Regions from separate parts of the Macaca mulatta genome. Here region 2 is linked to region 1. The links are chromatin contacts, called in public Hi-C maps. All regions are on one chromosome and are shown on one strand. Each heading gives the region's core, a stretch centred on a gene start, on an enhancer-like site or on the middle of the called end of the contact. The rest is flanking DNA. Distances are from core to core; before and after follow the strand shown.

What was found. Hi-C and Micro-C count contacts between places; a contact is called where the count stands out from the background.
Region 2: a Hi-C map of liver shows a contact between it and region 1, with 3 times the contacts expected there. The contact joins the promoter of IER5L here to the promoter of LOC106993593 in region 1. A contact is called at or near these places in 5 of 14 Hi-C or Micro-C datasets (CD4 T cells, blood, fetal cortex germinal zone and 2 more).

Annotation. Positions count from the first base shown.
Region 1 is chr15:18,135,831-18,139,073 of T2T-MMU8v2.0, forward strand. LOC106993593 reads right to left here and starts at 1,709. Exons shown (of 3, transcript XM_077967900.1): 1 at 736-1,709. The coding sequence starts at 1,694. The coding sequence ends at 945. The region is part of intron 6 of LOC114672715 (a long non-coding RNA gene); the gene reads left to right.
Region 2 is chr15:18,465,836-18,469,330 of T2T-MMU8v2.0, forward strand. IER5L (immediate early response 5 like) reads left to right here and starts at 2,128. Exons shown (of 1, transcript XM_015116647.3): 1 at 2,128-3,495. The coding sequence starts at 2,337.

The sequences.
Region 1 (3,243 bases), core at 459-2,958:
AGTGAGGCTGGGGACAGGGAGCGAGAGGCAGGGCCTGGGAGGGATAGGGCAGGCCTTCCTCCACCAGTTTGAGTTCCATTAGCTTGAGGGTGTGTACAGCCAAGAGGGATGGAGGGGCTGAGAGGAGGCCAAGCCACCACTGACCAGGTGGAGGGGTGGGGGGTGAGCCTGGACCGGGCAGGTGCTGGGTGGAGGTGGGGGAGTGAGAGCCAGAGCTTTCAACCAAGCCTCTGGGAGGCTGCAGGGCCTGGGATCCCAGACCCGAGCCTGATCCCTGCTCAGCTCAAGAGCTGTTGCCGGAAGGTTCTTAGTTTCCCCTCAGTAAACTGGGGCTCAGGAGATTTCTGGAGCACTTGCTCTGTATAACTGGGCAAGGGCTGGGCAGGCATTTCCAGCATGAACACGTCTTCCCAGGCCCACTGGCTGGAGGGCACCGAGGGGTGAGGGTGACCTGAGGGTGAAGTCTGGGCCTGGAGAGGCCATAGAGGGAGTGAGGACAGCTCCTGCCAGAAACAGGGGAGGGGTGTTTGAGACCTTGAAGGGTGGGACCGTGACGGTGGTGACCGTGGAAGGGGTCCGGGTTCGGGTCCCACGGGGGGTCAGAGGAAAGGAGCTGGAAGCAGGAGCCAGAATTTGAACCCAGGTGGTCTGACTCCAAGAGGGCCCTCTCACCTGACTTCAACAGTGACCTTAGTGGCTTCAACAGTGACCCCAGTAGTGACAATAGTGACTCACCTGCCCCATGGGCTTGAAACTGCGATGGTTGTGCTCTCCTTTGACCCTGTATCCTGGGGGACTCCACACGGTCATTATATTGTTACTGCGCCTTTTTAGAGATGAGAAAACTGTGGCCAGAAGCAGAGTGGCCTGACCAGGGCTCCAGCCCCCCAGTCCTGCCACAGATGATGTGGGGCGGTTTTCTCAGCACAGGCTGGAAAGCTTTCTTAGGTAACACGTGGAAGGCAGCGTGTGACCCGGCAGAAAGGAACTGTAATTCCGGGTGGCTGTACGACCTTGGACAGTCCTTTTCCCATCTCTGGGCCTCGATTTACCCAACTGTACAATTCGCCCCGTGAGTCTAGGAAGATTCGCTGAGCGTCTGCCAACTGGCAGATGAGGAAACCGAAGTTCAGAGAGTTGAAAGCACAGAGTTGCCTCAGGTCAGGCGGCCGGCACAAGGTGGCGCCGGCTTCGAAGCCGGATTCCGAGGGCGAGCCCTGCCCTCGGCCCCCAGCGGTGTTGTCCTGCCCCCAGGGGGCAGCGGCGCGGGGCCGTTCCAGGCCCTGCCAGCCTGACGTCAGGCCCGGCCGGCGGGGCCTCGCTCTGCACAAACAGACGCCGCAGGCCAGCGTCGGGGCCGGGGGCGGCGATGACTCAGGGCCCCGAGACGGGCCGGGAAGCGGAAAGTTGTGTGCAGATGACATCAGCCGGCCGCGAGGGCGGGAGGGGGCCGGCTCCGGGAAACGGCGGCCTGGCGGGCGGCCCGGCCAGGGATAGGGCGCGGAGGGGCGGCCGCGGGGCGGGGGCGGGAACACCGGGACGGGGCGCTCGGAACCACGAAAAATGTCCCCCCCTCCCGCCCGCCCCGGACCCAGGCCCCGGAGCCCGGCCCCGCTTTTCGCCGGCGAGGAGCCGGCTCCACCCGCCTGCAAAGACGCCGCGCTCCCCCGCGCTCCGGAGGCAGCCGCATCCATCCTGCTGCGTGCCTGCATTTTAATTACCGCCGCATTAATATTCATGAGCCAGGACTCGAGGGGGACCGCGGGCTGTCATTTCCCTCGCCCGCCCTCCCCCCACCGCACCCCTCTTCCTGGGCTGAGTCTTGGGCTTTTTTCTTCCCGTTCCCAACCCCGCTCGCACCAACCGTTGGTGCTCAGCAGATTTCGGGGAGCGGGGTGGTGTGTGAGCATGAGTGTGAGCGAGTGTGAGTGGGGAGGGCGCAGGGTGGGGGCCGAGTGTGAGTCTGTGCCTACGTCTGTGTGCCTGTGCCTACGTGCCTATGCGTGCCTGTGTGACTGTCGGCAGTCCCAGGGCCGTGTGTGCACGTCTCTGATGTGTCTGTGGGGCTTGGAGAGGGGCCAAAGCCTGTCCAAGTTAGCAGGGCCTGACTGTACAAATGGGGAAACTAAGGCCTGGAGAGAGGCTGTGCCTTGTCCAAAGCCACCCCATAGGTCAGCAGCACAGGGGAGCGGGAGACCAGGGTCCTGCGTTTGGCAGGCTCTGCTCCCGGCTCTCCCGTGCTGTTGTTTGTAACAATGGCAGACAGGATGTGCTGAGCGGGCACCTCTTATGTGTCCTTCCCAGCAAACCTGTGCAGCACGTGGTCCTATCCGTGCCCCGTGCAGATGGGGAAACTGAGGCAACTGGTCCAGCCAATGAGGGGTGAACTGGAGCCCAGAAGTGTCTGAATCCTAAGTCCCTGGGTTTAACAGCCCCACTGTGGTGCCTCCAGGGGAATTGTGGAGTGTCCTCACTGGGGTGATCTGGGGGTACCTGGAAGCTCCTGGGTGCCCGGGCATCAGCGGGGATGTTTCCCCAGAACAGCCCACCTTCTGTTTCCCTCCCAAGTGAGTCATCGGATAGGGCTGCCTTCTTGTGGCTTTCCCAGTCCCCCTCCGTCCCCTCCCCATCCCTGAAGCCTCCCAGGGGCCACCCTGCACACCACACCTTGCTCCCTGGGCCTGAGGTCAGGCAATCATTCATTCATTCATCCAACAAATCCTTCAGTGCCAGTCACTGTGCTAGGCACTGGGGATTCTCTGCTTCCCACTCTGGTCATCTCTACCTGGCCTAGGCGCCTCCAGGCCCACAAGGGGGCTGTTCACCTCTGTGTGTGAATGCTCACTAGGGGTGGGGGACTAGGGGCACCTGTGCACAAAAGACAGCTCTCACCCAGCCTTGCCGCAGAGGTCTGGGGTGCCCACATTCGGTGGCCAGAAAGGGGCTGCGATCATCTTAGGGTTGACGGGGCGGTGGCCACACTAGGCAGCCTGAATCTTTGCTTCTCTCTCCTGCAACTTGTCCTCCTCTGGCCGCCAATCTAAATAACCCCAGAGGCTGGTCAGCCTGCCTTGCCCTGGGTTGAGCCAAGGCCATCCTCCCTCTCACGTCCAGCCGAGAATAGGCGGACTGTTCCCTCGTCTCTGCCCACACAGGGCTGGGCTGGAAGTCGTGTCCCAGCCATGTCCCCTGAGCCTTTTCTCCCCTCCCTTTGGGAGCTCCACAGGAACACAGAGAAGAGGA
Region 2 (3,495 bases), core at 878-3,377, 330 kb after region 1:
GCCCAGCTAATTTTTTGTATTTTTTAGTAGAGACAGGGTTTCACTGTGTTAGCCAGGATGGTCTCGATCTCCTGACCTCGTGATCTGTCCACCTCAGCCTCCCAAAGTGCTGGGATTACAGACGTGAGCCACCGCGCTGGGCCATAAATAAAGTATTTGTGCGCCTTTAAGACAGGCACCAGGGAAGAGAAGGACAGTGTATTTTTACTTCTACGTGTTATCACCTGAGCAAGTTCCACAGCCCTGGAGGTCTGTATCACCAATAAAATGTATGTAGGACATCCTTTATCTGAAGTCCCCTGAAATTTCAATCATGGTTTCTCTGGGAGGAGGCCTGGATACGTGCCATGGGTCACAGGGGCCCAAACCAGTTTGAGATTGTTTGAGGGGGCCATGGGAAGGACAGAGCACCAGGCCCGGGGCCATGTGATCTTAGGCAAGTCTCACGCCGTCAGTGTCTGAGTTTCCTTATAGGAAAAATGAGGTAAACACCTGCTAACTGTTTTCGCTCTCAACGCCTGGCATGGAGTAGATGCCAAGAAACTGTTTGTAGAAACCTTGGAAATTCTTAAGACTAAAGAAAGACCCAGAGACCACAGGGTGGGCTAGTGGGTCTCTCCACTCCCACCAAAGGATGAAGTAGGTGCTGAGAACTCAGAACGAAGCCCCAAAAAACAGACTCAGAAGATCCCCTAAGGAGGAGGTGAAACAGCAGGACATCTGCTCATGGGCCTCCCCTGACTCCAGCCCCACAAGGTCCACCTATCTCTGGGAGACTCTGCAGACCTCGTTGATCCTTCAGAGGTCCACTAATGGACCCTTCTCAGGCAAACCTCCAGACCACTTCCAAGAGCCTCCCCAGCTGTCTCGGCAGCCTCCACCCCAGGCACCTTTGAACCCCGCTGGGAGCAGCAACCAGCCCCCTTCAGACCTCTTGGTCCAGATAGAGCGTCCCCAGGAATCAGCAATCCTGTCCCTCTCTTCTCCCATTGTCTCAGTCCCCAGCTGCGAGGAGGTGGCCCCTGAAGCGTTCAGGATAAGAAGGAAAACTGTGTCAACAGAAGTTAAGTCGGTGAGTTCCCGAGCCTTTGGTATCCACCTCCTGTCTGGAGCGCAGGGTCCTGTCCCAGCTCCTAGCTCCGCCCCCTGGGAACTGTATGGTTCCTCAAGTCACTCCACTCCTCCGAACCTCAGGCCCCTCCTCTACAAACGTTAGAGTGAGGCATTGGGGAGTTGCTGGGAAGGGCCTGCCCCATACTAGGCCCATAATAATAGTCCCTATTGTCATTATTATTAGTTAGGCACGAAAGGAAAGGTTACAGAGCTGGTGATTAGGACACTTAGCGTTTCGGCTCTCAGGACGCCTTTGAGCCTCAGTTGATCCCGAGGTCCACACACTCCCTGGGTCATGCGTGGCCTCAGAACTCTCTCCATCAGAGAAGGTCAAAATTCATGATGTTTTGGTTTTTCCTGTTAGACAAATGGGGAGGACCTCCCTTCCGCAAGCATTTCCAGAGGCCCCTCGGCCAAAAAGGGAGTCAGGCCCTACGTTCTCTGCGGTGGAGGGTACCCCCAAAACCTCGCTCCTTTGATGTCCCCCAGTGTCAAGCTGGCGGTCCCACCAGCCTCCTGTAGAGGCCTTGACTCCCGCGAGTCACCCGGGGGCCGACAGGTGGGCAGGTGGAGGCGCCGCGCGGCCCGGGGAGCTGTAAGCCGCGCGCACCTGCCGCAGGTGAGACCCAGCCGTGCGGAAGGGGGAGGAGCCGTCGCGCAGCACTCAGGTGATCCGACCCCCTGCTCCCGGGACCTAAGGCGAGGGCAGCCGCGGGCTTCAACGTGGCCGCTGCCAGGCGACCTATGCTGCAGACTGCGGCCCCGGCGGCTCCGAGTCCCGCGCGGCGCGGCGGCCCCAGGAGAACATTCGAGGCAGCAGCGGCGTTGTAGGCCCGGGGTCCGTTCGGTATTTGAATAGCACAAAGGAACCGCCTTGGTCTGATTGGCCAGCTAAGTAGCCCCGGGGCGGGCAGCGCCTGTCACTCGGGAGGCTCTCAGAGCTCCTATTGGCTCTTCTCATGTGGGGCGGGGCCCGGGCACCCGGCTAAATAGCTGGGGCCGGGGCCGGCCGAGACTCATTGCTTTGGCGCCGTCTGGGGAGCGCGAGCCCGCGGGTGGCGCGCAGCGCATGGTGGCGGCTCCTCTCGGAGCACAGCCGAACCGCTGACCCGGACTCCGTTCCCCCTGCCCGGCGCGCCCCGGCGGCCGGCTGGAGGCAGAAACAGCAGCAGCGTTAGCAGCAGCAGCGGCGGCGGCTGCTCCGCCGCCGTCTCCGCGGGAGCATGGAGTGCGCCCTGGACGCCCAGAGCCTGATCAGCATCTCCCTGCGCAAGATCCACAGCTCCCGAACCCAGCGCGGCGGCATCAAGCTGCACAAGAACCTCCTGGTGTCCTACGTGCTCCGCAACGCGCGCCAGCTCTACCTGAGCGAGCGCTACGCCGAGCTCTACCGGCGCCAACAGCAGCAGCAACAGCAGCAGCCGCCCCACCACCAGCACCAGCACCTAGCGTACGCGGCGCCGGGCATGCCGGCCAGCGCGGCCGACTTCGGCCCGCTCCAACTTGGTGGCGGCGGGGACGCGGAGGCGCGCGAGCCGGCCGCCCGGCACCAGCTGCACCAGCTCCACCAGCTCCACCAGCTGCACCTCCAGCAGCAGCTGCACCAGCACCAGCACCCGGCGCCCAGGGGCTGCGCGGCAGCGGCGGCGGCCGGAGCGCCCGCGGGCGGCGCGGGGGCGCTCTCGGAGCTGCCCGGGTGCGCCGCGCTCCAGCCGCCGCACGGCGCGCCCCACCGCGGGCAGCCCTTGGAGCCTCTGCAGCCGGGTCCTGCGCCGCTGCCGCTGCCGCTGCCACCGCCCGCTGCGCTCTGCCCGCGGGACCCTCGCACCCCGGCCGCCTGCTCCGCGCCCTCCGCGCCCCCAGGGGCCGCCCCTCCGGCCGCCGCCGCTTCTCCGCCCGCCTCCCCGGCCCCCGCCTCCTCCCCCGGCTTCTACCGGGGCGCATACCCGGCCCCCTCGGACTTCGGCTTGCACTGCAGCAGCCAGACCACCGTGCTGGACCTAGACACTCACGTGGTGACCACGGTAGAGAACGGCTACTTGCACCAGGACTGCTGCGCCTCCGCCCACTGCCCCTGCTGTGGCCAGGGCGCTCCGGGACCGGGCCTGTCGTCCGCCGCCGGCTGCAAGCGCAAGTATTACCCTGGCCAGGAGGAGGAGGAAGACGACGAGGAGGACGCGGGCGAGCTGGGGGCCGAGCCCCCCGGGGGCGCCCCGTTCGCCCCCTGCAAGCGCGCCCGCTTCGAGGACTTCTGCCCGGACTCGTCCCCGGACGCGTCCAACATCTCAAACTTGATCTCCATCTTTGGCTCCGGCTTCTCGGGGCTCGTGAGCCGACAGCCGGACTCCTCGGAGCAGCCGCCGCCGCTCAACGGGCAGCTGT